Regions from separate parts of the Mus musculus genome. Here all the other regions are linked to region 2. Evidence: chromatin contacts called from public Hi-C and HiChIP or PLAC-seq data. All regions are on one chromosome and are shown on one strand. The core of a region is the stretch at or near the end of the contact, and the rest is flanking DNA. Distances in the headings are between cores, read along the strand shown.

What was found. A called contact is a pair of places that touch in the nucleus more often than the background predicts. HiChIP or PLAC-seq counts read pairs in DNA pulled down with a chosen protein or histone mark.
Region 1: an H3K4me3 HiChIP or PLAC-seq map of embryonic basal ganglia shows a contact between it and region 2, with 6 times the contacts expected there. The contact joins two enhancer-like sites. A contact is called at or near these places in 5 of 484 Hi-C or Micro-C datasets (the HL-1 cell line, the N1E-115 cell line, cerebral cortex and 1 more), 13 of 115 datasets of contacts at active chromatin or transcription factors (the SCID.adh cell line, SST interneurons, astrocytes and 9 more) and 3 of 9 other capture datasets (embryonic stem cells, liver and pancreatic islet).
Region 3: a contact with region 2 is called in a Hi-C map of ganglionic eminence, with 2.3 times the contacts expected there. The contact joins two enhancer-like sites. A contact is called at or near these places in 1 of 15 datasets of contacts at CTCF or cohesin (the NIH/3T3 cell line), 27 of 484 Hi-C or Micro-C datasets (B cells, CD8 T cells, the G1E-ER4 cell line and 16 more) and 15 of 115 datasets of contacts at active chromatin or transcription factors (the HL-1 cell line, the SCID.adh cell line, VIP interneurons and 10 more).
Region 4: a contact with region 2 is called in an H3K4me3 HiChIP or PLAC-seq map of embryonic basal ganglia, with 5 times the contacts expected there. The contact joins two enhancer-like sites. A contact is called at or near these places in 5 of 39 promoter capture datasets (the C10 cell line, cranial neural crest, frontonasal cranial neural crest and 2 more), 3 of 484 Hi-C or Micro-C datasets (embryonic stem cells and nephron progenitors), 13 of 115 datasets of contacts at active chromatin or transcription factors (VIP interneurons, cardiomyocytes, craniofacial prominence and 7 more) and 2 of 9 other capture datasets (adipose tissue and embryonic stem cells).
Region 5: an H3K4me3 HiChIP or PLAC-seq map of embryonic stem cells shows a contact between it and region 2, with 5 times the contacts expected there. The contact joins the promoter of Trmt10b here to the enhancer-like site in region 2. A contact is called at or near these places in 6 of 39 promoter capture datasets (the C10 cell line, cranial neural crest, hippocampal neurons and 2 more), 2 of 15 datasets of contacts at CTCF or cohesin (large pre-B cells and pro-B cells), 8 of 484 Hi-C or Micro-C datasets (B cells, the N1E-115 cell line, cardiomyocytes and 4 more), 11 of 115 datasets of contacts at active chromatin or transcription factors (the SCID.adh cell line, astrocytes, double positive thymocytes and 3 more) and 1 of 9 other capture datasets (adipose tissue).

The regions. Positions count from the first base shown.
Region 1 is chr4:45,471,911-45,474,610 of GRCm38.p6, reverse strand. All of the region lies in intron 2 of Shb (src homology 2 domain-containing transforming protein B), which reads left to right. Among named protein-coding and RNA genes, the nearest start is that of Shb, 58 kb to the left of the region's middle. Within about 2 kb of position 1,365, at least 187 of the 459 cell types and tissues checked have an H3K27ac peak or open chromatin away from gene starts, as enhancers often do. A contact at or near this core is called in the N1E-115 cell line, embryonic basal ganglia and embryonic forebrain, where this site is marked.
Region 2 is chr4:45,769,373-45,772,072 of GRCm38.p6, reverse strand. No RefSeq gene overlaps it. Among named protein-coding and RNA genes, the nearest start is that of Gm12409, 6.5 kb to the right of the region's middle. Within about 2 kb of position 1,257, at least 44 of the 459 cell types and tissues checked have an H3K27ac peak or open chromatin away from gene starts, as enhancers often do. A contact at or near this core is called in the N1E-115 cell line, embryonic basal ganglia, embryonic forebrain and 3 more, where this site is marked.
Region 3 is chr4:45,435,285-45,437,984 of GRCm38.p6, reverse strand. All of the region lies in intron 5 of Shb (src homology 2 domain-containing transforming protein B), which reads left to right. Among named protein-coding and RNA genes, the nearest start is that of Gm46852, 27 kb to the right of the region's middle. Within about 2 kb of position 1,309, at least 24 of the 459 cell types and tissues checked have an H3K27ac peak or open chromatin away from gene starts, as enhancers often do. A contact at or near this core is called in the N1E-115 cell line and ganglionic eminence, where this site is marked.
Region 4 is chr4:45,498,357-45,501,056 of GRCm38.p6, reverse strand. The region is part of intron 1 of Shb (src homology 2 domain-containing transforming protein B); the gene reads left to right. Among named protein-coding and RNA genes, the nearest start is that of Shb, 31 kb to the left of the region's middle. Within about 2 kb of position 1,261, at least 76 of the 459 cell types and tissues checked have an H3K27ac peak or open chromatin away from gene starts, as enhancers often do. A contact at or near this core is called in embryonic basal ganglia, embryonic stem cells and stem cell-derived epiblast-like cells, where this site is marked.
Region 5 is chr4:45,295,841-45,298,540 of GRCm38.p6, reverse strand. Trmt10b (tRNA methyltransferase 10B) reads right to left here and starts at 1,373. Exons shown (of 9, transcript NM_027266.4): 1 at 1,346-1,373.

The sequences.
Region 1 (2,700 bases), core at 116-2,615, 300 kb after region 2:
CCAGTTACATAGGCCCATGTAGTCTGATCATGGATTCTGCGTGCTTTGAGGCTTGGAAAGTGGGACCCTCTATGTATGAATCGGGCAAGCTTCAAGACCAGTATCCACAGGAACTGAGTTTCCCCCATGAACAGGCTTCAGCAGGAGCCCAGCTGAGCCTACAAAATGCAGAAGGTTTCACTTGGGGTGTCAAGGGAAGCTCAGTCCCCTGGGAGCTCAAAAGTTCACTCAAGCCCCGTGGACAGGTAGACCTCAGCTGCAGCAGGTGGCTGCCCGCCTTGCTCCCACCTGTGTCCCCTAACTAGCGTAGGGCACACAACATGGCAGCTTGGACACTTTTCAAAGCTACCATTTGAGGTTGTCTGACTTGTCTAGGGTCTCCAAGCAGCAGGAGGGTAGGGTGTTTTAAACAGCAGGCACTTCCTGCTGAACCTGGAAGAGGAATTGGTTGCAAATTAAAGCCCCCTGGAACCAGAGTGGTTTGACCTATTAGGTGGAACTGTTGGATGGGAACCAACTGAATGTTGAAAGGCATCTGTCTGAGATGAAGATTTGGGTCTTGGAATGATCTGTCCCACTCTGTTCTTCTGGAAGGTAGAGTGGAGCACACTCAAGGACCCCTGGTGGCAGTGACCCCTGTGGGGTGTGTAGGATTGGCACAGCACTGGCCAGTTCAGTCAGCCTGTAATGTGAGCCCCTCGCAGGGGTTTGTGAAGTTTCTAAATGCCTTCCCCCCTTTTTCTTGGCGTCCCGGCTGCTCATGTGATGCTTTCTTTTATTAATGTATTTGACATTGTCTGTGATAAAAGCAGACTAGGCAAGAGCCTACCCCAGTGGAGGAAGGGTAGTAGGAGACTCCCCAGAAAGATCTCGGAGGCTCTGTCAGTCCTCAAAGCTTGGCACAGGATGTCTAGCAGGTGCCTAGCCAGCTCTGACAGGGCTGGAGGTGAGCTCTGGAAAAGCAGAGGTGCTGCTTAGTCAGGGGCAGGGGGCAGATGGTTGAGCTGTTCGGTCTGGTGGCAGTAGACATCCATGAGAAAAGGCACTCTGCACCCAGGAATTTAAAAGTTGTTGGTGACAGAGGTGGGGGTAGGGGTGGGGGCGGTTTCCCTCACCTCTTTGTCTCTGCATCAGGAGGAAGATAAGCCAGAGTCTTTGGTCATGTGGCCTGTGGTCATGGTGCCTCCTTGTCAGGGGGACGTGAGTGAAATCTGAAGTGAGCCTGAGGTGGCAGCTGTACCGTGACAGCTGCCGCCCTTCCCTCGGGCTCCGGCCAGCCCCATCCTCCCCCAGGGCCGGGTGAGGAAGCTGGTCTGGCAGCAGCACTCAGCTGTCATAGCACATCAGTGGTTGTAGTTCCCAGCTCAGGGAACCATGCCAAGCGCCAGCAGATGATGTACTTAACGAAGCACTGAGGGAGGGAGGCTTGGCTCTAGACAGCGGGTTTGAGAGGCAATGCCGAGGTGCTCCTTTCTCCTGGGCTCGCTTTGGGGCTGCTTTGGGGCAGAACTGTCAAACTTTTGAACCTGGGGAACCAGATTGTGTCTTCCCAAAACAGAATTGCCTTTTGGGGGGAGGCAGATATGGAATAAAGCGAGTTGTGGGGTTGAAGTTGACTTTATCAAAAAAGCTCTGTCCAATATAAAATAGCATGCATTCTCATGTGGACCAAGCCAAAGGACTGTGTGAGTCATGTGTACCAGCTGTCAGTTAGGAACAAGGCTGTGGGACTCTGCCCGTGTGTGTCCATCCCTCCCTAATGTGGAACATCTGCACGGGGCTTTACGGTTTACAAGCCTCTTTTATATCCTTTGTCTGGTTTTATTTTATAACAGCCCCATGAAGTCGATATTAATTTTCTCCCCACTCCACAACTGAGCCTACAGGACTCCGCTGGGGCAGGCCCCTCGAGTCAGGAGCTGGTAGATTGCAGAGCCAGGGGTTGAATCCAGATCCAGAGCGTACCCACGGATATGTATGCCTCCATAGTCCATCACTGAAAAAACGTAGTTGTTTGATTTGTACTTGAATCTGCTCTGTCATGCAAGGTTGGAGGCTGGGTGAGGTGGAGCAGAGTGCTTGCTTAGCAAACACAGGCCTTCCTTGGGTTAGATCCCCACAGCAGTGCATACCCAATCAGGACGCAGGGGCAGAAGAGACTAATGCCTCCGTGCCTCTTGCACCTTATTTCTTACTCACTGAGGCCTGCTGATGTCATCCACTTGTAAGCTACAGGAAGCCCAGAAAGGTTAGAGGGCTTGCCAAGGTCACCAGCTAGAAGTGAACTGGCCAAGAGGTCACTCCACGTGCCCAGTGTGCCTTCTGCTTGCTTGTGTTGTCGTGTTGCTGCAGTCACATGTAAACACAGACATAAAGAGAACAGTTTATAAGAGGATCATTCAGTGTCCGAGTGAGCCACAAGGCTAGCAGGCCTAAGTTTGGTCACTCTGAAGATAAGGAAGTTGCCAGAGGGGACGGGGCTGTGTGCAGTCTGCTGTAGAGCTGGCCAGGCTCCTGCCCTCCAGCTTCGTCCTTCAGCCCATCCTCCACCCACTAGTTCTCAGCCTCAGACAGGCCTTCATGCTGTGAGGTTCCTGTAAGTTTAGGGGTCTGAACTGAGAGTTGACCCCAGTCCTCTGTCATCAGGAAGCTGAGTACTGTGCTCCCTTTTGCTAGCATGACTTCCACCTCAGGCTCACA
Region 2 (2,700 bases), core at 8-2,507:
GACAGCTGCCTGTGTTGAGCCTGCTATCTTCATTCTCTGTTGAGCGTGTACCCTAATCCAGGAGCATAAGCCTGGACACACACACCCTTTCTCAAGGAAAACCCCAGAAGCTTTGCCCTGCACATAACCAGAAACTCTTATTTTGAATCGGACATAATTTTGAGCATGCCAGTTTGTTTTATTTGTGGCTGCATTCCAACAACGTCCACCGGAGGGCGCTGGGTCTATGTTTATAAGGGGCTCTGAACACAAAGCTGGGCATCCTCGGGCCTCCCAAACACTTAAGCAAACAGGACAAAGACTTCTGTACACACAGGAGCTCACACCCAGGCACTGGGGACACAGACTCCCAGACCCAGAGCACCCACTTCCACATAAGTCTGCACATCTCTCTATGTGCATAGACACCCTAGAACATATGCAGACAAATGTATGCATGAACACAGTCAGGTACAGCACACATTCACAACTGTGAATAGTACACACACACACACACACACACACACACACACACCAGCCCAGATTTATACATAGCCAATTACCTATTGGCAGACAATCACAGCCACGTGTAAAATGTCATAAACACACATTCAGATGCAGAGATGCGATTATGCACGGGAAGAGCCGCAGACAGACACGCATGTCTAAATAGCAACACACCCAGCCAGGTAAGGACTCCTTGCCCAGGCCTTTGTTATCTCACTTTGGTGGAAAATGCAGTCCCTCGAGGGCATGGCTAATGTTGTGCTGTTTTCTAAGAAAAACAATGGAAATGTCAACTTCTTAATCCCAACGGAAACTGTACTATTCGTTAAATGTTAATGAAGGGCATTTTTGAGGACAAGCTGTCTCTTAAAAGGAAGGATAGCCCTGCTCTGACAAGGAGGAAACCCCAGCTACAGTTCTACAAACACCTTATTAACATATGGAAAGCTCCGAGACGCTCTAAAGCGCCTTTGGTTCCTACAAAGAATTTCTGAAGCAAATTCAACAGAAAAACATGGATGGGGGAGAAATGGCGTAAAGTTGAAGAACAAAAAAATCCAAACAAACCCCTCTTTCTTAGGGGTGATAAAGAAAGGTGGAGATGACTGTCAGGTGGCCAGGTCTGGAAATTTGCCTTTGTAAAAACAAAATGGTTAAAGGAAGGAAAATGTGAAAGGCAAGAGGAAAAAGGGCCCATAAAGACAGCTGCTTCCATGAAGCGGCAGAGCTAAGAACACACAACCAGGAAAGCACAGCCCTTGGGGCCACCCAGTCCTGCTGTGCAGCTCAGAGGGCGGGGTCTCTGGTGCAGGGGAGGTCAGGGGTAGGTGGGGACTGACCGGGCAGTGTCTCCCAGACGTAAGCTGCCCACTGCTGCATCTTTTCCACAGACCCCCTCAAGAGGTAGGATACAGGGACCTGGGGTCTGGCTCAGGAGACACAGATCTATGCAACCCCTATGTTGAGTGGCACTGGCAGCTCCCTGGACCCTGGTCTTCTCATGTGTGCCTCGAGAAAATGCCCTCTCTAACCACTTAATGTCCTCCTCTTCCGGACACTTGCTCACATAAGCTTCCATCTCGCGTCTCGCTGTCTCCTGTGACCAGAATCATTGAAAGTGGCTCTGTGAGTGCATTTAACCAAGTGCTGGCTGCAGCCTGCAGCCCATCGGCTCCATCCCACTGAACAATAGCTCAGGAAGAGATAAAAGGCATTCATCAGACAGCCAGGCCCAATTATCATGTCACACTGAATGAATGTATTTTAAAATCTTTTCTGACAAGAAAATGTTCCAAGTAGGTACCTTCAAATTAGCTGGAAAATCCAGAAAATTTGCTATTAGACCTTTTTTTTAAGAATCTTTATTCCCCCCTACTGTTCCGAAGGAATTCCTTGGGTGTTAATAATTCCTTCTAAGAGTCTGCCCCTGTGCCTCCCGCTGGGACTGGAATATTCTAACTGCCTGCCCCACTCCCCAGAAGCCACTACAGGGACAATGTAAACTGTGGCTCTGGTGTGAATCACTTGTCCATCAGCTACCTTCAAGTGTCAGGTGCAATTCAGTTCTGTTCTGCCAGCACTCCCAGACCTCTGTTTATCGTCCATTAGCCCTGCCAGAGTGGAGTCCACCCGGGTGACCTTGAAGGGAGACCTCCACCTAAGGCCACATTTTCAAACAGCAAGTTGATTTTGAAACCAAATCTGACTGCTTATCTGTGTGACCTTGAACAAGTGACTTCACTTCTGAGTCCCTTTTTTTTTTTTTTTGCTTTACCTCTAAAAGTCAGGAGATGTCACCAAATTCCTGACACACTACACTGTAGTGAGGAGGGACCTTTTCCTGGAGACGCAGAGGCTTTCCCTCTGGCCCACAGTGTGATCAGGACTGGCATGTCAGGCTGGTTTTGTGGCTGGGGGGTGTGAGTTCCTCACAGCACATAACTATTCATCTTTATTACTAGAATCCTGTAGCAGGTGGCTCTCTGGGCTGAGAGGAGAGTTCTCTGTCCTAATGAGAAACTGCAGCTTGCAGGAGTTCAAGATTTGGAGAAGGGAGAACAGGTGCTCGGTGGGTGGGAAATTGAACTGTGGAGTCAGTTTGTAAATGAGAATAAAGTGGCTTGCTTCACCCCAACCCCTTCATGGTTTTTGCTTGCCTGCTCGATGTGGTGTTTGTTTGTTTTCACAACAAAGTCTCCTGTAGGCTGGCCTTGA
Region 3 (2,700 bases), core at 60-2,559, 330 kb after region 2:
TACAACAGAAAGAGACCCTGTAGATGAAAACAAGGCCCAGAGACAGGAAGTCATCCCCACCCTCACCCAAACCTCAGTCAGCATTGAGACAGGTGAGCATGGGCCAAGGTAGACAACGTGGCTGGCTCTCAATACACGAAGGGTCCCTGTCCTTTCAGGACCGCTAAAGGAAAAGATAATGTTCTGCTCAGTGTGCTGTGTGTTCTCTCCCTCTGGAAGGTTAAAGGAAGCAGGTAATTAAGAAGTGCAGCTTTAGGCAAAGGGACCCTAGCGCTCTTCTATGGGGGGTTGGGGGAGAATGCTGAGTCTGAAGTGTGCAGCTGTCCTCCAGAATGGAAGGATGCGGGAAATGTGCCTGCCAAGCCAGCAGACATTTGCCTGCCACTGCCCTCCACCTGCAGCCAGCCACCTTCCAGACCCCAGAGCCTGTACATCAACAATTGGGTCGTGTGGTAGGTAGAAAAGGTGCAGGCTGGTTCAGAGCAGTGGTTTCACATCCTGCACTACCCTTGGGTAGATGGACGTAGCAGTCCTGGCTTTCCCTTTGGGAGGGGATTCAGACAGACCTCAGGTTGCATTCCCCAGCAAAGCAGGTGGGACGTGTCCAGCTGAATAGCTCTGGATTACTGAAACCCCACCATGAGGTGGGACAAGGGGAACACTAGAAAGGGGGTGGGCACCTAAAGTGTAGCTCTCCCTCTGTGACAGTGCCACCAGAAAGCTTTCATTCTTGCAGCTAGCAGAGGTCATGTGACGCCACAGCTGCGAGTGAAGCTCAGATTTTAATGCATCCTGACATTCTTTCTGCCCTGTGGGGTCCATCTGAGCAGAAGACCCCCCTTCCTTACCAGGACTGCTCCAGATGTTCCTGGCAGGACCCAGGTCAGGCATCCTCTGGCAGCTTTTCCAGGCAGTTGTAACATGTCAAAGCCTGAAAACATAAAGGGTCTGGGACCTAAGGTGGGGCCTGAAAACAGGGCTCCTCTGTCCGGCTCTTAACCCATGGCTGGCTTAGGATGGGGTGGGGGTAGGGTTCTGCTTCCTCCTCTGAGTCCAGTCTCAGCACCATCAGGGAAATGCAACCCTCCTTCCCCCTTTACAGTGGGGGAAGCCAAGCTTAGCTAGGAACCTGCTCTGCTAGGCTGTGTAACCAGGGGCAGGCGAAGCATTCTGCCTGACCCCAATCTCTGTTCTACACACACACACACACACACACACACACACACACACACACACACAGTTATTCACTTCAACTAAATGTGGAGGTGTGTCTTGGAAACTGGCGGTGTCTGGTAGCAGACAGAGGCTCAAGGAAGCTCACAGGGGTGGAGTGCCTGCATAGCTCTTCTGCCGGTGGATATATGCTAGGTCAGGAGGGAGGCAGCTGTACCAACTCAGGGAAGGACAAGGACAGGTGGTGGATGGGTGACAAACAGGGGAAGGAAGGGTAAAGTTGAGGGCTGTGGCCAAGTTTCTGAGCAGCTAGGGGATCAGGTACAGTTGGCTTTGAAAATGCTCCCCACACACATACAGACACACGGCTCCCCACTTCCCTCCAGTTATGCAGACCCCGAGGCGGTGTGTGCTATGCCGATTCTGCCTCGAACTGCCCGTCCGTCCGTCCGTCCGTCCGTCCATCCGTCCGTCCGCAAGATTTGTGCTAGGAGGTGATGGTTGTCTCCTCCCAGCCTGCTCCATCCTCCCTTTGTTCCTCCCAAGTCCTCTCCAGCATCTGACCCACCCTGATTACATTTCCAGCAGGCTTTTAATTATCTCCTATCAGCCTGCTTCATCTGCCTGTGTGGCTCAGCCACCAGGGGAGGCATTCCAACTGCCCATTCGTCACCAGGAAGATTCCATGTCCTGGACACTTCCCTTTGGAGGCTGGCTGATCTCTCCAAACCAGAACATTTCTTTCTAATCACCCTCATACCAGTTTGTTAACATAATGTATTTAATGAAATTTTGCCAGAGCCATCCAGGAAATGGTTGTTCAGGGCCTTCAGGGACATCCCCTGGGATGTTATAGGGCGAGAAGCCATGAGGACAGCTGCAGAATGTTGCCTGCATGAGAAAGAGGAGCCTTGGAGCCAGAAGATCAGGCATCCCACCTTTGCATAAGGGCATGGGAACTTTATGGAATTGTGCTCATCTGTGACGTGGAGATGCTGCAGAGATGCAGGGGGTCACGCAGCCTGGGTGCTGGCTTCAGCCAGGGGTGTATAGGGGAGTTAGACCGTGTAAACAGTTCAGAGCTCCCACAACAAATCCCATCAGCCATAATTGAAGCTTCTAGTGGAGCCCAGAGCCACCGTTGCATACAGTAAGACCCCAGGTTATAGACAGGGTTTAACTGTTCCCTAGGCCCCTGTCAGCTGGAGCAGAGTCAGGAGGTGACAGAGACTCTGCCAGCAGCCTGTCATCGTCTTGTCCCACCTCCATAGTCTGCAAGGTTATGACCCTTCTGAGCCTCACCAGCACTGTGTTTCCTTCTCTTGTTTTCCTCATAAACGCTCTTGGTATTTGAGGCAGAATTATAAAAATCATGCAGCAGGTTTTATAGCCCTTTGCTGCCATAGCTCAAAGCTGTAAAAGCTCCATTTGGCTTTGGCTGTGAGGGAGGTGGGGGTCCCAGGCATGCATGCACATCCTGGCACTTCCCCTCAAACCTGCTCATGTCCAGGTAGCCCCTCCCCCTAG
Region 4 (2,700 bases), core at 12-2,511, 270 kb after region 2:
GCCTGTACAGGGACGGCTTGGCCGTATCCACGGGTCTGAGGCATTGGGTGTGGCTGTGTATCTCAAACATACATATCCACTCAGGACTCAGTCCTCCGAACTCAGCTCACTCAGGGAGGGAGGCAAGTTCCCGGTTCCCTTCTGGCTTTTATTCCCTCCTCTGTTCAGAGGACATTTTTTGTGGAAAGGTTTGGGGATCAGGAGAGGAGGTCCAGTGGCCTCTTTCACGGGATACTGTGAGTGGCATCATATCATTCACAGCCTCTAAGGTTGAGGCCCGTGTCAGTGTACTGCTGTGGGCGGGGCCGTGGGGTTCCTAGGCAGGATGAGCCTAGTGTAGAGATGGAGGGAGGTGAGAGCTAGAAGCCAGCAGCCTGTTAGCACAGGCCACAGGAGGAAGCCCTGCTTCCCCAGGTGTGGCCCCGGCAGGTGGCAGGTGTGTGAAGTAAGTCACAAGGGCTGCTGCTGTCTGAGGAAGAGAGACTTCCAGTACTGGCTGACGAGGGAGTGTTAGGGCCGCCCTTGCCTAGGGTTGGCACATCTGAGCCAAATTGGCAGAGCGTCCTCCTCCTCTTCCTGTCAAGCCTTCCTTTGGAGATTTCCTGTTACTGGGAAAAAGTGGGTGGCATGGGAGAGCCAGCACTGGGGGTGACGCATCTGCTCAGAGGTTAGGTTGGTGAACTAAGATGATATCGGAAACCCAGCTCCAAGAGCCCGGCCCTCGGGAGGTGCTCCCTCAGCAATACCCCTATGGCTGCTTCCCACGCTCTTTGTGCCTTCAAGGTCTGGTCTGAGGTTCCAGTGTCCTCGCACTAGTGGTTTAGGGAACCCCGTGAGCCAAGCCTGGTCTCAGCAGAGAGGAGCAGGTGTTGGATAGTTGTCTTATCAACAAGACCTCATCCCTTCCTTAGCTCCCAGTTTACCTAGCAAGACCACTGTAAAAGACTGCACTTTTCTTTTTTTTTTTTAGATTGATAAGCCTGGTGTTCAGCTCAGCATACCTCTTTAAGGATGAGATGTGTCCTGTGGCTGGTGAATTATGGCCTGTTTGGAAGGAGATTTTACGATGTGCATTAATAAATACGAGCTGTTCTGGGCCTGACTCACGGAGCTCTTCTCTGAAAATTGTGATGGTGCTTTCTAGAGACAATTCAGGGGGAGTCCAGGAGAAGCCCTGGGGAGAGGACTGGCCCAGGCCAGGACCTTAGTTAGACACACACCATTACTGTGGAATCCACACAGTCATTGCCTTGCTGTGCTGCGTCCCAAAGGCTTGGTGGTGTCCGCGGAACCACAGACATGAAAAGCTGGGCGGGCGGCCTGAACTTTGATTTGTGCTTCGACTTTGTTCTTTTTTAAAATGACATCTGTCCCCCGCTGATGGGGAAACGGGCACTGGATGTGTAATTTAGCAAATGCTGCCGAGCTGGGGAGAAGAGGCCATTAGGAATGTGAGCCTGGGTGGTGGTAGCACACACATTTAACCCCAGCACTTGGGAGGCAAGTGGATCTCTGTAAGTTTGAGGCCAACCTGGTCTACACAGTTAGTTCCAGGACAGCGAGGGATACCAAAGAGAAAGAGAAACAAACAACAAAAAGCCCCAAGAGCTCCAAGGGAACTTCTGGGTGTGGAAGCCAATCAGAATCAGCTGCATGGATTGCGGGACCGCCCCCTCCCAAAGTAATGTAAATCACGTCATTAAAGAATTACTGAGAGCTGGGAGTGTAGCTGAGAGAAGTAGCCCATGCTTAACACTTGGGAGGCCCTGGGTTCAATCCTTTATGCTAAAGGGAAAGAACTTTCAAATCAGTGACAGAAAGACATTAATTCAAGCCCTGGCCTATGTGACTGCACAAGCCACATGTCATGACGTTGTCCCTGGGGACCATAAACGTCAAAATCCCTGATAAATAAAACCCTATAGTACTTAACCCAAGAAACGAAGTACACTGAGCCAGGCCTTTTAGATGCCCACGATCCCAAGAGAGCATTTTCTCTGCTCCCTGCAGACCTCTTCCATGCAGCTTGAAGTCTGAAAGAAACCAAAGCCCGAAAGCCGCAGAGGTGAGGCCTCTGGTAGCCCTGGGGGAGGAGGAGATGGCAGGGCTCTCCATGTTTATGTGGCCTTCGGTGCCTGCCCTTCTGTCTCTACCTCCCTGGGGACGACTGTCACTCGAGGCCCACCAGGTCCCCTGTGATTTTTGTCCAGGCACCTATTTTGACGATGAAGGGACAGGCTACCGGTATTGTTGGAGAAGCTTCCTGCTCGAGAGAAGGCGGCTTCTGAGACCTGGGCAGTACCTCTAGAATTTGCTCAGCATCCCAGAGGGAGGTTCATCATGGAAGATTGGTCTCCTCTTTCACAGTGAAGAAATTGAAATGACGAGATCAAATGTGTGGACAGAAAAAGGGACAGGGTGATGGGAGCCCAGCACAGTGTGCTTGGTGTTCTTCTGGTTCCGCTGGGATGAACTGAGCAGAAAGGCCTCCGTGGGTCCCGTCAGTCTCTCCCCAGGGGCCCCTTCCTGCCTCCCCTCTGGGGATTTCCACCTCTGCTTGAGGGTTCTTACTGTTGCTTTCTTGGAGCACATCCACTCAGCTGACCCTGCAGCCCAGTTTTTCTAGCTACCCTCCCTTCTCAGGCTCATTTCCCTGTCTTCTCATAAGTGTCTTCTGCCAAATATGCCACTTGAATGGCA
Region 5 (2,700 bases), core at 124-2,623, 470 kb after region 2:
TGGCTACATAAAGACTTTGAGGTTAGTCTAAACTACCTGGGACCCTGTCTCAAAATAAATCTGTGAAATATATATATTCACAAGTATGTAGCAGCAGATATATAAGAGCATCTAAATGTTTGAGAATTACACCACTCTTCTGGCCAGAGTCAGCAGCATTTTCTATTTCACTCACCGTAATCCAAAATCTACACACTATCTGCACAGATCACTAAGGGCTCTCTCCCTTCTGTCAACTTTCTTTTTTCTAGAGGATTCTATTTATTTATTTATATTTATTTGTTTGTTTGTTTATTTATAGACAGGGTTTCACTATGTAGCCCTAGCTGGCCTTGAACTTGCTATATACTGGTTGGAGACCAGGCAGGCCTCCAACTCACAAATCTGCCCTGTCTCTGCCTCCCACATTCATCCATCCAACCATTCATCCATCCATTCATTCATTCATTCGTTTGTTTGTTTTTTGAGACAAGGTTTCTCTGTACCCTGGTTATCCTGGAACTCCCTCTGGAGACCAGGGTGGCCTAGAACTCACGGAGATCTGCCCGCCTCTGCCTCCCGAATTAAAGGCTTGCACCACCACACCAGAGCCATTTTATTTTTAAAAATTATGTATGTGGCTATGTGTGCATCAGTTCAGTACAGGTGTCTGGAGCTTAAGTTACAGGCAGTCATGAGTCGCCCAGACATGGGTGCTGAGAACTAAACTCCCATCCTCAGCAAGAGCCATCTTTCCTGGTAGCCCCTCCTCCATCATTTTCTTTTACGCTCTGTGGTATACCTATTCCCCAAACATACTAAATATCCCGATGTCTGCATAAACTGTGACCTACCTATTTCCCAAACATACTAAATATCCCAATGTCTACATAAACTGTTAATCTCTGCCCACATGCTCTTCCCTTAGTCTCACACGTCCTCAGATCAGGCATATTTTCACTATCCAACACCACCTACTTATTTTTTGTCTGATTTTTTCACACCGTTCCAATAAAATTAAATGTTCCGTTTACTCAGACTCTCAATAAATACTTGGAGTTAACACCGCCGTCTCCGCCTTAGACCTTTTCTAGCCCAAGTCCCACCTGATGAGCACAAACGCCGTCGCTAAGTGTCCAATCATCCTGTTTGCATAGGTCTCTCATTTTCTCATTCTGAGCCCAACCACCTTCAGCACCAGAACACCTGCTTAGATCCCAGGCTGCAGGGAACGCGGGTCACACTGACTCGCGTGCTGCGACCGAGGAAAGGCAAGACCCAGACTCCCCAGGGCTGTGGGGTGCCTAGGCGTCTCGGTGGGACCCCGCAGTCTCTAGCCAACCCTCAGAACCAGATCTTGGCTTACCTAACACACCTTGCTCAGAAGAGAACACAGTTGGTCCCGCCCCAAAGCCACTTCCGGTTCCTGATCAGCTTTGAGTGGCATTCTGGGAGTTGTAGTTTTCAGTCTAACAACGCACTAGATGATACCAGTAGATTGGCTGGGCTTCTATACTCTGGGTTATCTGTCTGTTAGTTGACGATGGCAATTCCAAGTCCTCGTAAACCTTACATAGCTCAAACAGGTGACTAGTGGCTTTCTGGCGACTTTAAACCAAGCTCTAAACCACCTACTTTGTCTTTTTGGTCAGTATGGGGCCCTTAAGATTCCCTGGGTTTCCCTTCAACCAGCAGGGACTATGAGCTAGCACAGCCCTTTCCTGAGCACACAGTGGTCCTTCTGCCGCCAGGCTGTCCAAGTTCAAAGCGCAGACAAGACTTAGCAGGCAAAGAGTCTAGTGGCTAGTTACATACCTTGAACATCTCCCTTCACATATCAACTCAGAAATAGGCTCAGATGCGTGAAGCGACTAGTCCAAGTCTTGTCTTTACTTTTCTTTTTTTAAGATTTATTTTTGTTCATATGTATGGGTGTTTTGCCTGCATACACATGTGCATTTCATGCATGCTTGGTACTTGGGAAAACCAGAAGAGGGTATTGGAATCCCACTCCCCCGCACCTCTCCAACCTGCCGCCCCCATCGGAACTGAAGTTACAGAGAGTTATGAGCAGTCATGTGGGGGCTGGGAACCAAACCTAGGTTCTCTGCAAGAGCAACTGTAGTGGCTATTCCTGGTTGTCAACTTGACAATATTTGGAATGAACTACAATCCGGAATTGGAAGGCTCACCAGTGACCCTTATCTGGAGGCTTGGAGATCCTTATCTGGGTCTTGGTTTGAAGATCTTGAGCCATAGTGGCTATGGATTCCAGAAGATTGAATCTCCGAGTTTAAGGAACACACCTTTAATCTGGGCTACGCCTTTCATCTGGGATTAAAGGTGTGGTGGGACACACCTTTAATCTGGGCTACACCTTCTGCTGGAGACAATATAAGGACATTGGAAGAAGGGAGTCTAGCTCTTGCTCTTGCTCCTTCGCCTGCTTGCTGCGTGAGACTGAGTAACTGCTAGATCCTTGGACTTCCATTCACAGCTGCGACTGAACAATTGTTGGGAATTGGGCTGCCGACTGTAAGTCATCAATAAATTCCTTTACTATCTAGATACTATCCATAACTTCTGTGACTCTAGAGAACCCTGACTAATACAGAAGTTGGTACCAGGAGTGGTTCTAGAGTAACAGAAGTACAAGGATGAATCTTTTAAAATACTGGAATTGGCTTGTTGATCCACCAGCACTTTCAACTATTGAAACCT